Regions from separate parts of the Sus scrofa genome. Here regions 2 and 3 are each linked to region 1. Evidence: chromatin contacts called from public HiChIP or PLAC-seq data. All regions are on one chromosome and are shown on one strand. The core of a region is the stretch at or near the end of the contact, and the rest is flanking DNA. Distances in the headings are between cores, read along the strand shown. Region 1 overlaps LOC110255481 (a long non-coding RNA gene). Region 2 has its middle 190 kb from the start of AHR. Region 3 has its middle 54 kb from the start of AHR.

Evidence for each region. HiChIP or PLAC-seq counts read pairs in DNA pulled down with a chosen protein or histone mark.
Region 2: a contact with region 1 is called in an H3K27ac HiChIP or PLAC-seq map of alveolar macrophages. The contact joins two enhancer-like sites. A contact is called at or near these places in 1 of 47 Hi-C or Micro-C datasets (embryonic fibroblasts) and 1 of 2 datasets of contacts at active chromatin or transcription factors (alveolar macrophages).
Region 3: an H3K27ac HiChIP or PLAC-seq map of alveolar macrophages shows a contact between it and region 1. The contact joins two enhancer-like sites. A contact is called at or near these places in 2 of 47 Hi-C or Micro-C datasets (embryonic fibroblasts and fetal heart ventricle) and 1 of 2 datasets of contacts at active chromatin or transcription factors (alveolar macrophages).

Annotation. Positions count from the first base shown.
Region 1 is chr9:86,747,993-86,753,027 of Sscrofa11.1, reverse strand. All of the region lies in intron 2 of LOC110255481 (a long non-coding RNA gene), which reads left to right. Among named protein-coding and RNA genes, the nearest start is that of AHR, 240 kb to the right of the region's middle. Within about 2 kb of position 2,392, at least 11 of the 83 cell types and tissues checked have an H3K27ac peak or open chromatin away from gene starts, as enhancers often do. A contact at or near this core is called in alveolar macrophages, where this site is marked.
Region 2 is chr9:86,319,851-86,324,885 of Sscrofa11.1, reverse strand. No RefSeq gene overlaps it. Among named protein-coding and RNA genes, the nearest start is that of AHR, 190 kb to the left of the region's middle. Within about 2 kb of position 2,560, at least 9 of the 83 cell types and tissues checked have an H3K27ac peak or open chromatin away from gene starts, as enhancers often do. A contact at or near this core is called in alveolar macrophages, where this site is marked.
Region 3 is chr9:86,455,808-86,460,842 of Sscrofa11.1, reverse strand. No RefSeq gene overlaps it. Among named protein-coding and RNA genes, the nearest start is that of AHR, 54 kb to the left of the region's middle. Within about 2 kb of position 2,307, at least 16 of the 83 cell types and tissues checked have an H3K27ac peak or open chromatin away from gene starts, as enhancers often do. A contact at or near this core is called in alveolar macrophages, where this site is marked.

The DNA of each region.
Region 1 (5,035 bases), core at 1,143-3,642:
AAAATTAGTACATCAGAAGCCAATGCTGTCATATATCACAGTTGTGATTATAAAACAACTAACATAAGTGATTCTCTTCATGTAAAATTTTTCTTTCAAATAACCTAAGTTATTTTCATGACTATGGGGATTTTTCTTTCCTGTTTTAAAAAAAAGAACACCTGGCACACTGTAGGTGTTTAATAATCTTTCCCCCCATTTTTTAAAGTTTTATTGAAGTATAGTTGATTTACAAGGTTGTGATAATTTTTGCTGTTCAACAAAGTGATTCACTTATATGTGTATACACATCCATTCTCTTTCAGCTTCTTTTCCCCCATAGATTATCAGAAAATATGAGTTAGAGTTCTCTGTGCTGTACATTGGGTCCCTGTTGGCCAATCATTCCATATACCTTAGTCTGCATATGCCAATCCTAAACCCCCAATTCATTCTTCCCGTCACTCCTCTGTAACCTTCTGTAGTGTGAATGAAATTAATGTCCTATTTTTGATCTGGGAATTCATGTTATATGTCTCATATGATGTCACAATTTTAAAGGCATAACTTAAAATTCTGGGGTCTTAGGGAAATTATTTTGTAATTCAAACTGTTACACTTCAGAGTACTTGCAGTAGTGCATGGTAGGGTTGAGAGGGCCTGCCTGTTATGGCATCCCCAACTAGTACTGAGGCTGTATATGGAATTTGGATCTAATCCCAGTCCAAAGTGTTTTGCTCCAGATCAAATGAATATATAAATTTGAATGTGTTCAAATGTACTCATTGGCCTGTTATAAAAAAAAGAACAAATATTTCAAATTCTTAAAGCCATTCTCTTAGTTTTGTTTTTTGAGCAATTTATGGTAGAATACAGCATAAATGTTTCCTTGGACATGTCAAATCTCACTCTATATAATAAGGTACCTGGTGAAATGGATTTATGTATTTATTTATTAATTATCCATTTAGCGCTATATTTGCTATTTTTAGGGGGTGGAGCATGATAGAAGGTGTTGGTCACAGGCAATTTCATTATTGGGAAGTGAAAATGTCAGAGGCCAAACCATCTTGGGTTGGAAACAATCACCAGGATTGACACTTTTATTTATACAAGTGTAGCCAGGCATCCACCACCAACATGAGATGTAAAATAAAACTGAGAAGTCATCTTCCATCTGAATGCAGGTACTGGGCCCTGGTATGTTATGTTTTTAGGTTAGTAATATGAATGGAGGGGAAGGCAATTAGATTATGACTTTAATAGGGAGAAGAAATGATATTCTGAAAAGGAGATTATATTAGATTGTAATGGATAGAAGGTTATTTAAAATGCATTAAGCAATACTTTGGAGAATATACTGTACCACTTTGGGCAAGTTCCTCCACTTAATCTTCTAGTTCTGCAGCTGTATCTATCCATAATAATTAATCAATTTCCTAAATTATTTTTCCAAATCTATTGCCCTAGTAACATCTCCACTTTTTATATGACTTCCCCTGCCCCCACCCCAAACCCCCATTTCTTGTGTTTAATATTTTCCCTGTCTCTTTCAAGATATTTCATATGTCTAGAGTTCCCATCATGGCTCAGTGGTTAATGGCCTCAACTAGTATCCATGAAGACGTGGGTTTGATTAATGCCTTCCTCAGGGGGTTAAGGATCCAGCATTGCAGTGAGCTATGGGATAGGCTGGCAGCTATAGCTCTGACTGGACTCCCAGCCAGGAACCTTTTTAGAGTGGGCGTGGCCCTAAAAAGACAAAAGAAAAATATATTTCATATGTTTACTTTCAAATCTTGTTTTTGGTTGGTTAATTCTGGTTTAGTAAACACTATACATAATTTTTCCGTTAATTATTATGCTCCTAGGATGCTCAGTGTTGCTCTTGCCTTTGAATTCATATTTCCCAGAGCATGCTAGCAACCTTAAATGGTAATGTGTGAGGAGATCCTCTTGATAAGCTTAGTTGGATGGATGGTTGTTGCTGAATTTTCCCCCCAGGAGAGCTTTTTAAGAAGGCTGGGGCTGGGGAGAAGGACAAAGTGGGAAAATTGGAGGAAGAAATGCTCAGAGGTAAACAAATTTTCTTAATTCATGTTGTTAACACTAAACCTCTCAGATCATCCAGAGCTGTGTCCTAAATCATATTCTGCCACCTCCAGTGGGCACTGGCTGGCTCCTGATTTCCCACTCCATGGTGGTGATGGCAAGGGCAATGATCTGCCCAGAGAGGGAAAAGGACACACAGAAATCCTTCTTCACCCCATCCCTGTGTCCTTGAATCTTGAGCATTGTCTGAGTTCTAGTGGAAGAAGCTGGGAAGGTGGGAGATTGCTGGAGACAGGAGAGTGACAGCTGGTGGATGACTCAGAGGTGTGATTGGACCTTGTGTGTACAAGGGACAAGGAAGTGGATATTTGCGCAACACATATCACTACTTCCTGGTCTTTACTATCAGTAAATTGGTTCCTGAAAACACTTCCTCCCCTCTTCCTCTGTTTCATTACTCTTACCTGAACAGCATAATTCATCCTGCATGGGATGAAAAAATAATTCCAGAACCTTTTCCTTGGACCCTTATCTTCATTGTCCTATGGTTCTCAGGAGGTTATAGGATTGCTAGTGGGTCTTTTGTTTAATTTTATGCTGATGAGTAATTCATTTTATCTTTTAGGCAGCTGATGTGGCAGTTGTATCAACAGGCGTTTATTAAAAAAAATACCAAGTATCTGTAAATCCTTTTGGTAAATATTTGTGAAGTTTCAAAATCCTCACGTCTGATCAGTGTAAATCAGTCTGCAAGACAGTCTCCTACGAAAGCCATTTGGAGACATAAAGCACATTCTGGCCATGGGAACTTCCTCCTGGGGGTGAGGGGTAGGGAATTCAGAAGAGCCTTCAGCAAAGATAAATTAGCTTTCACAGAAGGGGGACACTTTCAGACAATGCCACGAAACTTTATTCAGATCAGGAAATAAAAGCCTCACTTTGGGGAGTGGGAAAGTTGGGGGATCAAAAATCTGGTTTACGTCTGGCTAAATAAAAGTCTGGAAGAGAAGTTTGCCCTTGTATTCTCATAGAACAGAGGCAACATTCTATATAAAGTATTATTATGAGGGAGAGAAATTTAAATGGTTATACAAATTCAAATCTATAAATAAAATAATTCTGCTTTAGAATAACTCTAATATCCATGACATTTTCCTGAATTTGAAACAAGGACAAAAATATCCTTCTTTTTCACTCGAGCCCTCCCTAAAACCAGCTGACTGATTAGCTGAAAAAGAAAAGACGGTAGTAGGAAATAAAATCCCAACTGAGCCAACTCCATGGGCTGGGCTCTAGTATAAAATTAGGAAGAGCTTAGTTTTTCTCCTATCATATTTGAAAATTTCATTATCAAATATTCCTTTCTTACTCACATGTAGGAGATAATTTCTATCCATTTTCAGTTTCATTTTTAAGGTAGTAAAATACAGTCTAAATTGAACTTCTTGTTTTCAGTTTAAAGGTTTTCCCTTTCTCTTGGTCCTGACTCAGAACTTTGGGAAAGGAAGTCGTGTTCCCCTTTTGTTTTTTACTTCATATCTTCCTGAATTGCCATCCTTTGCCTCAGGGTTGGATGGGACATGGGAGTAATATATAAAGGCAGAAAAGTCTTATTTACTTAGCTGGTGCTGTTAGAAGATCTTACTTGGCTCTCAAGTGCTCTCTGGCATGGCAGGATTGTGGGCTTTTCAGTGTAGACATTTTGCCCCTCCCTCATCTTGGACACTGCACAGGATCTTACTGTAGGAGATGTTCTCTCTGGCTAACCCATTTCATCTGCTCTCTTTGCCTGTACCCACCACTCCACAGCTTCACTTGAACTGGGGTCAATCAGATGTGGCAAGTAAAATGTCATCTTGGGTAAAATCTCTTTCAAGGTTACCCAACCTCGTGGGCTTCTACAGTCTTCCAGCTCTTGTAAGTCAGGCCATCTGCAAGAAGCTGATCATCCTTTCCACTGGTAGTATCTTGGGCCAGGAGCACACATTTCTACCACTCAGGAAGCATGAGGGCAGCAAGGCTATACATATGAGACCTCAGTAGTCTCCCTTATATACTTAAATTGCATAAAATGCATAACTTATGTGAGTGAAACAGGCATAAACAAGCCAATTGGAGATGAATGATGAAAATTAGTTTTGGAGACAATAGATGTGTTTTAAGACTCAGGTGAATCTGGAATAAGGTCTCCCTTCTATGTGGTAGTATGCTGAAGCCATTAGCCATCAGTCTGAACCCACACAGGAATTCCTGATTGGGGGAATGAGAATGTTTTAATTTCAGAGTTGAGTATGTTTTTCTCTGAAGGTGCCTGTAGATGTCACTACAGTAAACGACTCTTATCCTTGAGTTGATGGTGAGGCAAAAAGCCCATAAAAAAAGTAAAGGAAAACATGGTATTTTGTAAGTCCATCTATGTTGTTACAGTAAGATTGTGAGCAACGCCACAGTTCACAGTTTTGCAAATCATCTTTTTTTTTATTTACAGCTGTGATTTATTCTAAATGATGAAAGTATGCTTAGTAAGAGTCTTCAGTTTAGAGAAGGGAGGGAAAGTCTGTCTGTTCTCTCTTTTTCAGTAGACACCTCTCTTTCAGGGCAGGAGGCACAGATATTCTCCTTTATCCTTAGAGACATCATCCTCAAGCTAAGAATATTGATGCCTCATGAAAGGCATTATGATAGGTGGTAGGCATTGAGTGTAAAGAAGAATGAAGGTGGAGAAAGCACTTAAAAACATTCTTGGGGCAGCATTCAATTCTAAAAGCTTTTAAATGGGTTTTCCTCACTGTTCTGGTTTTAGAAACATATGTATACTAAATAAATTTTATATTAAAACATAGTTGATTTACAATGTTCTATCAATTTCTGTTGTATGACAAAGTGACCCAGTCATTCTCATATGTGTATATGTGTATACACACACACACACACACACACACACACACATATCTCCATTCCTTTTCTTACAAAATATTCCATCATAGTTTATCCCAAGATACTG
Region 2 (5,035 bases), core at 1,311-3,810, 430 kb after region 1:
GGCATTTAGGTATTAATTACCATTTCACTGTGCAGTTCTTTCTTAGAATACACTGCCTCATCATTGGTGCTGTATGTAAAGGCACTGCTGAGGTTCCGCTGTCCTAATCAGGCCCCTCTTTCAATTTGTTTCACTCCACCTGGCCCTATGAGAATGTAAATTCACAAAATGAAACCTGGCATATCTAACGTGCTATATATCACACTAGATCCTAGTACAGGTTCTACCTCTGTGGATTCCATCTCTGAGTGAATATTAGGTCATTTCTTTATCAATAAGCATCTGTTGAATAAATATGGCCCATTGCCTTAAATTTCCCTACAGAAACATTCTGTGGTGCTTCCTCTGTGATCCACAAGATGAAGCAATTACCCTATAAACTTGTAAAACACAGAAAACCAAAAACCTTGTCTGAGCTCTCACAACAATTACAGAACAAACCACATTAGTTATTTAGCTCTTAATCATAAACTATCTTATGTGTTTTTTCCTCTTTCATGTATATTTATATTATCTCCCCAATAAAACTGCAGCTCATCAAAGGTCAGGATGTTTGTCTTTTATGACTTTATAATCCCCTATGGTGTTTTGTACATGGTAATAATGCAATAATTGCATGCTTATTTATTGAAAACATTGTATCAAGCAAAAGACCCCAGTACCTTTCAACAGGGGTGATGTAATATCTGAGATCTTCTTCCTCTTCCTTCTCTTCCTTTATAAGAATAATCCCAGGCTGAATCACAGAAAGCAATGTCAACTAATTTTTCTAGATGTGCCTTCTACTGGCTTCCTTCCCTCAAATCATAAGTAAGGTTCCTTTGAAACAAGTTCTGCCAGAGACATGATAATGATCAGGCTGTGATTACAATGAGCATGTAGCCCTGGAACCCAGCACTGGTAATTGGCACTTACATGTTCACACCAGGCCCTGCCAAACCACATGTGTTCCAGTCCAAGGAGCTTCCTCTCAAACACAGGGCTGGCCGGCAGGCTGCTCACACAAGGAGATGAATCAAGAGCCCCGAAGGCAAGTTATAAACTCTTTTCTTCTTGGCATAGACTGTAGACTGGCTTGGGTCCAATCAGATTCCACAAACATAGATAGTTATCTAAAGTGAATGCACCCAGACTCTCCTCACTATAAAAGAAGCCATGAATAGATCAAGGTAGATTGGGTGGAAATGGACATTTTACTATTGGGTCAGCGGGTTTAAGCAAAATGCATCCCTGCCACCTTAAATCTGACTTCATGAAGTGGGCAATGGATATCAGAAATCTGGTCCTTTTCCTGATACTTAAGTTAGTTTTGCCTCATTTTGTGCTAGTACGGTATATGGCATACAGCAAGTGCCAAATGTTGAATGAACTTTTTACATCATTAAAAATAGTTAACAAGACTAAAATGCAACCCAAATCTTCCTACCAGGAAAAAAAAAATTCAGCTTTAAGATACAGACAAATGTTTGCTGATGAAAACATTATAACTACATTAATAGCTAATTTAGAACAAGATAATTTTAAAATCAAAATGTCATCATTTTACCATAAGTGAAAACAAGGAAAAAGATTATACTTGACATTCTTCCTTACTGCGTGGGTGGATTCTTGAGTTTTTCATGGGATGTTGTCAATGACATTTTAATACGGTTTGATCATATCATATTATTATACGAAGCAATAATCAGTTTAGTAGATCAAGAACTAATCAACAAAAGGAGGAAATGTCTATGTGGACCTGGTTCTCATCATTCTTTTCCCCTACATGACCCACCAGTGGAAATCCTTTTTTGGTTCTATGAGTTGGTTTATGGATAGGAAAGAAACAGGAAGAAAGGAACAGATATCACATGCAATTGCATCCACTGCGTTATAAAGATTGCTAAATAGCATTAGTTAATAGTATGAATACTATAATTTCCTACAAAACTGCTTGTTGATCTCAGCCCAAATTCTCCCTCCTTAAAGGAGCCTTCTTTCATTGCACTTTCTAAATGCTACTCCCCTACTCATAGCATACTTGCTCCTAGTTCAACCTATTTTGTTATCTCCATAGCACTTATATTTTGAAGTATTTTTTGACTTGTTTATTGTCTGCCATTTTATCCACAATAAGTTCCAAATCAGTAGGAAAATTTTATGCCATATTCACTACATGGTAAGTGTTCGATAAATATTTGCTAAAAAAATTATGAAGGATTTAATATTTTTAGATTATCAAAGTGACCATATGAAAATTGAAAAACAGGTTCTTTATTTCCAAGTATCTCTGTTTGAAATATATTTAAGCATCAGCCTACCCCTGATACACTCTCTGAGCATTGCTACCCTACCCCAAACCAGGGATGGTGTGGGACATGGGAACATGGGAGGTTCAGGGGTAGGGTAAGTTGGAAGGGATACTAATATGTCTTTCACAACATTTTTTTTCTAGTTGGTAACATAAAAGCAGAAGTTTGATGTTTTGTTTTGTAGACCACAGGAAACTACTGATGAACTCAGCTAAGAGACTAAATTCTTCAGACTCCCTGGGGAGAGCTGCCAAGCAGAAGTCATCGTTTGTTTCTTCCAAGAGTGCCTTTTACAGTAGGTTGACTCAGCTGGGAAGGGAACTCTTTCGCCCTTTCCACCTTCCTCCTCTGCATTCTACAGAAAAGACAGCTCTCATGGCTAGAACTCATATATGTAGTGGTAAGTCTAGAAACCACAGAAAGAAGGGTGATGAGAGTGGTCTGGGCCAGTGATGATATCATAGGACCACCATACTAGCCCAAGATTGCTACCACTGAAATGTTTTGAGAGAGAAAATAATTTTTTCTGCCACTGTTATTTTTTTCCCTATCCTATTCAGCCAAATCCATCTTATCATCACATCATTAAAAGAGTTCCCTGGTGGCTCAACAGGTTAAGGATCCAGCATTGTCACTGCTGTGGCTCAGGTCACTGACATGGTGAGAGTCAAATCCTCAACCCAGGAACTTCCATGTGCCAAGTGTGGCCAAAAACAGAAAAGGGTTAAAATTAAATAATTAAAATTATCAATTGAGTCCAATCTGTCATGTTAAAATGGCACTCCATATCTATGTGTTCTATGTCCATGGAGGCAACCACTGCAGAGCAGAAAAAAAAATTCTAGAAAGTTCCAAAAAGCAAAACTCGAATTTTTCATATGCTAGCAACTATTTACATAGCATTTACTTTGTATTAGATATTACAAGTAATCTAGAGATGATTTAAAATATACGGGAGGATATGTGTAGATTATACACAAATATAATTTTACATAAGAAACTTGAGCATTCTCAGGTGTTGGTAGGCAAGCTGGGGTGGAAGGGAGTGGGGTTGTTCTTGGGACCAATTGCTTACAGATTCTGAAGGACAACTATATCTATGTACCGTATACTTTTTCACAAAGTTTTCAATATGCATACCTCATTTGTCATTTTGATTCTTAAAATATACCTCTTAAGTTAGTTAAACATATCCATTTAACAGATGAGAAAATAAAAATATGTAGGTTAAGTCATGTATCCAACGTTCACAATGGGTAAATTAAAAAAACATATCATTTGAATTTTAGCCCAGAGCTGTTTCCAGTACCATATGTTGCCAATTGCTATAATGTGTATCAAAATGTCAGAATTACTACTTAATGTTGCTTAATGATATTTGTAGTATACTTTTTGAGAACAGATAAGTCATCAAATGATTTTTTAAATATTTTTATAAATTATGAGATTTCCACAGGAAAAAATATATACAAAATAAATATTGTAGCCAAAGAACAAGTTTCCTATATTTTAGTTATTGAGAAGGTAAATGTATTCAATGCAATAACATGGCTAATTAACTCAGATGATTGATGTGAGAATGATTAGTGTTCTCTCTGAATTCTGCCAATATATGGTATGACAACCAAATAGTGATCCACCATCACCAGCTATGGTGAAGACTTACCAAAAAGCCATCAAATAGATTGCCATACAATTGATCAAATATATTTAAGAAAATTAGATGGAATAATATTTGGTGTATTGATTTGAATCACCCAATATCAAATTAACTTGCATTAAGACTATAAAGTCCATTTGTTGAGGTTTTTTTCATATTAAAGGAAAAACCTTGCCATAGATAAGCTATAACTATATGTAAAATGAATCTCTCCTTATGCTGTCATGTAACATGCTCAATATTGCATGGATCAATACAGAACTTAAAAAAATGAAATAAGATGACTATTTTAACCTGTGTAGAGCTAGTTTTTTTCTTTTGTTTATTTGTTTGTTTTTGCCATACCCACAGCATAATATGGAAATTCCTACACAGGGATAGGTTCTGAGCCACATCTGTGACCTACACCACAGCTGCAGCAATGCTGGATCTTTAACCCACTGCACCAGGCCGGAGAATGAACCAGTACTGCCACAGAGACAAGCCAGATCATTAACCCACTGCATTACAGCAGGAACTCCCTAGAGCTTTTTTTAAAAGATGAACTTATGTTCTTATTCCTTAGGTAAGCGACCTCACAGAAAAGAAATTCGACTTTTCTGACCAACTCCTGAGAAATTTTTAAACACCTTGGTTACTAACTTAGTCTCTTGACCATGAATTTTGAGAAAAGGTCATTATTTTTTCTGTAGATAAGATAAATGGTAGGCAAAGATGATAGTCAATATCACATCAATTCTTTGCATCAAAGACCATTCTTTTTTTCCTTCAAAAGTAAGAACAAATCCCTCTCTATATGCTTCAGAGTATCATTATTTTAAGATTTTTAGCCCATTTTGAAACATCAACCTAGTTAAGAAAAGGAACAATTACCTTGTAGGGTCTACCTTGTAGGATGAGCACTGAGGGTGTAAATATGAGATAATTTCTTGGACATTTGCAGCTTATTTCTAGACTGAGGTACACTGCCCAGGTTTAGATAAAGCACAGATGCTCTGTAAAGATGCATTTTCTGACTATTCTAAGATCTGGCTTCTCCCACCTATAGCTCCTGAGTCTGACATCTGCACTTATCATAATGACA
Region 3 (5,035 bases), core at 1,058-3,557, 290 kb after region 1:
TCCATGAGGATGCAGGTTTTGATCCCTGGCTCAGTGAGCTGGGGATCCGGCATTGTCATGAGCTGTGGTGTGGGTCACAGATGTGGCTCAGACCCTACGTTGCTGTGTCTGTGGTGTAGGTTGGCATTTGTAGCTCTGATTCAACCCCTAGCCTGGAAACATCCATATGCCACAGGTGTGGCCCTAAAAATAAAAAATAAATAAATGAATAAACAAACAAACAAGATCATCTTTACATGTCAATCTCTGCCCCCCATTGTAAATATCCCAGAGGTTGGGACAGGGTTGGGGGGAAATGATGCATTTAAGCAAAGGAGGAGCAGGTTTGAAGTGACTAAAGGTGATAATAGAGGAAACTGCTTAAAGTTTTAAGCAGTTGTATTTTGAAAATTTCAAACACAGGCTCATAGGATAACATAACTGTTTCGTTTTATCCCCCTCCATATTATTTTGAAATAAATTTGAGACAACATATCATTGATATCATTTGTAAGTATTTCAATATGCATCTCTAAGGGCAAAAGGACTTCTTATAGCAAAAAACAATACAATTAGCAGACCTACAAAATTTAACATGAACTAACTTTTGAACACTTTTGAGTCTGAGATGCTTATAAGACATTGAGTTTTGATGATTTGACAAGACATAAGGGCAACTACCTTCGTTCAGATTGTCCTTTACTCCAATCTTTGTGCAGAGAGAGAAACAACTTCCTCTAACTATACTTTTTTAATAATAATTGTGGATTTTTTATTTATACACTCCCCCATAATAGATCTACATCTACTTTTAAGCATAAGTCTAATGTCCTAAGTGTTTGTATCCCTAGCTACTAGCATGGTCTCTGGTATATTGTACCTTCTCAACTACCATTTATTGAGACAGTGAATCGAATATAGGAGATAAAGGAGCTGAGTGTCATCAGTATGTGGGAGATGCCAAGGATTAGGAAATAAGTGCTATCACCCAGGAGTCAGAAAGGAAGCAAATAATAGATTATTAGGGACGACATTTGCAAAAAGGCTGTATACACTATGAGTTTAAAGAACATGGAGATTGGTGAGGACTGAAGAATCAGAAAATCTCTCCCTTTGTGAATAGGATGAGACTTGGACTGGGCCTTGAAGGATAGAACTTAGGTAGGTGGTGATCCTTCATCTGAAGTAAATGGTATGGGTGATTACATGGAGCTTGACAGGTACAAAGGATCACCTCACAGGAAGGAGGGGACTGGTAGGAGATGAGGTCCCCTAGGTAGGGGAGACTACAATATTTGATTCACTGTTTCAATAAATGGTAGTTGAGAAGGAACAATACACCAGAGACCATGCTAGTAGCTATGGATGCAAACACTTAGGACATTAGACTTATGCTTAAAAGTAGATTTAGATCTTTTATGGGGGAGTGTATAAATAAAAAATCCACAATTATTATAAATCATTCAATAATCATTTATTGAACATATTTTAGGGGTCAGGCACTATGATACATGTTGTGAATATGACGATAAATAAGCCATGGTCCACAAGAAGCCACTGAGCCTCCTCAATGAGTTTTGAATGGGAGGCTGACATGAGAAAAAGTATAGTTAGAGGAAGTTGTTTCTCTCTGCACAAAGATTGGAGTAAACGACGATCTAAACCAAGAGAACAAAGTGATAAATCTTGAAATTAGGGAGAATCAATAGGAATAAAGATAAAGGGCTTATAGAAGAGATATATCCTGTGGAAAAAAATAGTAGGAGAAACTGAATAACTGATGTCTAGAAGTGTCAGATATTGTGTACTGGTGTGTGTGTGTGTGTGTGTGTGTGTGTGTGTGTGTATTTATGTGTGTGTGTATGCATGTGCTCATGATTCAGGTGTAACCATATCAGTTCTCTTTGTCGGCATCTGAAAATGCCCTCTGGTATTAACAATGAGCTGTGTAGACATCACCTTTCCTTGATGCTAAGAAAAATTTAGTTTAAATGCAGCAACATCCTGAAACCCTTTTCTGGGGACATCAGGTTATTTCTTTGGAGAAGGGAATTTCCCCACTGCTGATACTCTGATGTGTTGCCTATCAGTTCCCTTCAAATGTGAGTATTGTCTTAATGAAGAAAGCACGGTATTTATTTATGTATTTATTTGGATAGTGATATTAAGGCCCACTTGGAGCATTCACTGTGATTCTTAAGTGATTGACCAAAGTGCACTCTTACGTTTCCTGTGCTCTTCCCTTGGAGTAAGTAAACACCACACAGAGAAAAAAACAATCAGTAAATTATTTCCAAGGATTGGAAACAAATCCTCAGATGATTCACTGATGATTCAGATTTCTTTGTATTGCTTCGACTCTACTTGTTGCCAAGGGAACTTGGGGCCTACTTCCTACCACACTTTGGCTATAAAAAGTACCAGCAAAAGCCACAGGAGAGTAACTTCTCTGCTCTTTCATTAGAAATGGATAAAGGCCTACATGTCAGTCACACAGAGAGACTTAGGTTTTATCTGTGAGGATGATATCCATGAGACACTGAGATGCCATGTTATCCTATTTATCTATCAACTGCTTCTCTTCCACTGCTCTCCTCATGCAGGACATTTCCTATAAAGAACCCAAGATCTGAACAGAAATTGTCTATTTTTCCATAAAATCAGGACTCATGTGCTTTTGCACTAATAGCCATGGACTGTGAAATCTGTGTGGACCCCAGCCAGAATTTGAACATGGAGTTGTGCTGGTGCCCTGCCTGATCCTCTGAGTCATTATGGCAAGAGAGGGATATGAGACAGAGAGAGGGAGATGGGTTAATGACCACAAATGGGCCTGCGAACCTTCACTCCTGTCACCATGGTGATCATCTTTATATTAAGCAACATAAAAATGTCAATTGTCAAATATTCATAAGAGGAGTTTCCTGGCAGTGTAGCAGTTAAGGAGTTGGCATTGTCACTGCTGTGTCTCAGGTTGCTGCTGTGGTGAGGATTCAATCCTTGTCCTGGGAAATTCTGCATGCATAGGCATGGGCAAAAAAAAATTCATAAGAGAAAACCACTCATGGATGGATATTTTCCATTGCATATATAACCTACATTTTTTTCTTCTTAATATAACTTGAGTTAAATTCTTATTTGGAAATAGGGAATGAAGGCTGACTCTGTGAATAGTTGTCAGGCAGACAGATATAGGGCAGAAGTGAAGAGCACAGACAAGCACGGTCTATGCTTTCAAAGGGCAGGATCTTCCCTCCACTAAGAAGTCCTGGGAGGACAAGACAGTTGAAAGCATTCTGGAAATAATTTTTCTTTTCATTTGGCTTTGACACTTACTAGAAAATGTATAAAGAAAGGAAGTTTCCTGTTTTAACATGGCACATTTTCTCTTTATGTTTTCATAACAGTAAGAAAGAAACTACCAGCTATTCTTTTTCTTTTCTTTTTTGCTTTTTAGGGCTGCACCTGCAGCATATGGAAGGTCCCAGGTTAGGGGTCAAATATAAGCTGCAGCTGCCAGCCTACTCCACAGCAACAGCAATGCAGTATCCAAGCCATATCTGTGAACTACACCAAAGCTCAAGGCAACTCTGGATCCTTAACGTACCAAGTGAGGCCAGGGATCGAATCCGCATCCTCAGGGATACTAGTCGTGTTCCTAACCCCTGAGCCACAATGGGAATTCCAACTACCAGCTATTCTTACATGAGCCCCACATAAGAAGTATGAAATGCCTAAGACTTGCTTTTGCTTAAACTTATGTAATATTGAGCCCTTCAGATATTGGAAGGGGCAAGAAGATTGAATATGAGGTTATAAATTTAAATGTATTAAATGGGTATGACTATTATTTGTAATACATAGTTTATTTTTTATCAGATGCAAACATGGTCATATTATCTCTTCCCACCTTAAAATCTATCATAAGTTTTCTATTTCTTATTTTTTTCTTTTTTCCTTTTTTTTTTCTTGCTATTTCTTGGGCCACTCCTGTGGCATATGGAGGTTCCCAGGCTAGGGGTCCAATTGGAGCTGTAGCCACCGGCCTATGCCAGAGCCACAGCAACGCGGGATCCGAGCTGCGTCTGCAACCTACACCACAGCTCATGGCAATGCCGGATCATCAACCCATTGAGCAAGGGCAGGGATCGAACCCGCAACCTCATGGTTCCTAGTCGGATTCGTTAACCACTGCGCCACGACAGGAACTCCAAGTTTCCTATTTCTTAGAGAACAAAGTCCCATGGCAAAATCCTTTACAGCCTCATCTCACACTCCTTTGTACTTGAACAACACAGAGCTACTTATAGGTCCAAATTCCTATGATTGTTCCATGCCTCTGTGACTTGGCACATGGGCCTTGATAAGCCTGGAGGAGCTTTGCTCTCTTCCTCTGAGATTGGTTCCTATTTATTCTCAACTCTTAATTCAAAACTATCACCTGCTCTGCTGAATCTTTCCTAACTCAACTGCATGTCAAAAGCCATACATATATAGGCCTTCTGGTTTTGTCCATATTTATAATATCACACTTAAAATACTTTATGCTAACTATTGCTTATATGTGCATATAATTTTTCTTGGATGTATATAATTCTTGGGAATGAGACCCATATTATTATTTCTTTAATCTTTGCACAGTGCTCAGTATACATTAAGTTGTTTCTAACTTTTTGTTGAAATCTTGTCCACTCTTCAAACCTTAGGATGATTGTTAGAGGAAAATTCTTCTAAAATAAATGCACCACTGGATAATGTTGGTGATACATCAAGTAAACTTTGCATATCTGTGCCTTAGAATGCCTTGTAGGAGAGAACTGTGTCCAAATTTCTTGTTGGATAAACAAGGTAAGAGTGAACATGTCATAGTCAGATAGATATAAACAAAGGGGGAATTTATTCAACAAAGAAGGACAACAACAATGTGGTCTTCCTGATCTCTGACGTTGGGACCAGCTGGTGGAAAAATCAAAGTGTGACCTTTCTGATTGTCCCAAGAACTCTCAATGAGACCAACGTAAACATCTGCTTTAATAACTGAATCAATGCTATGGAA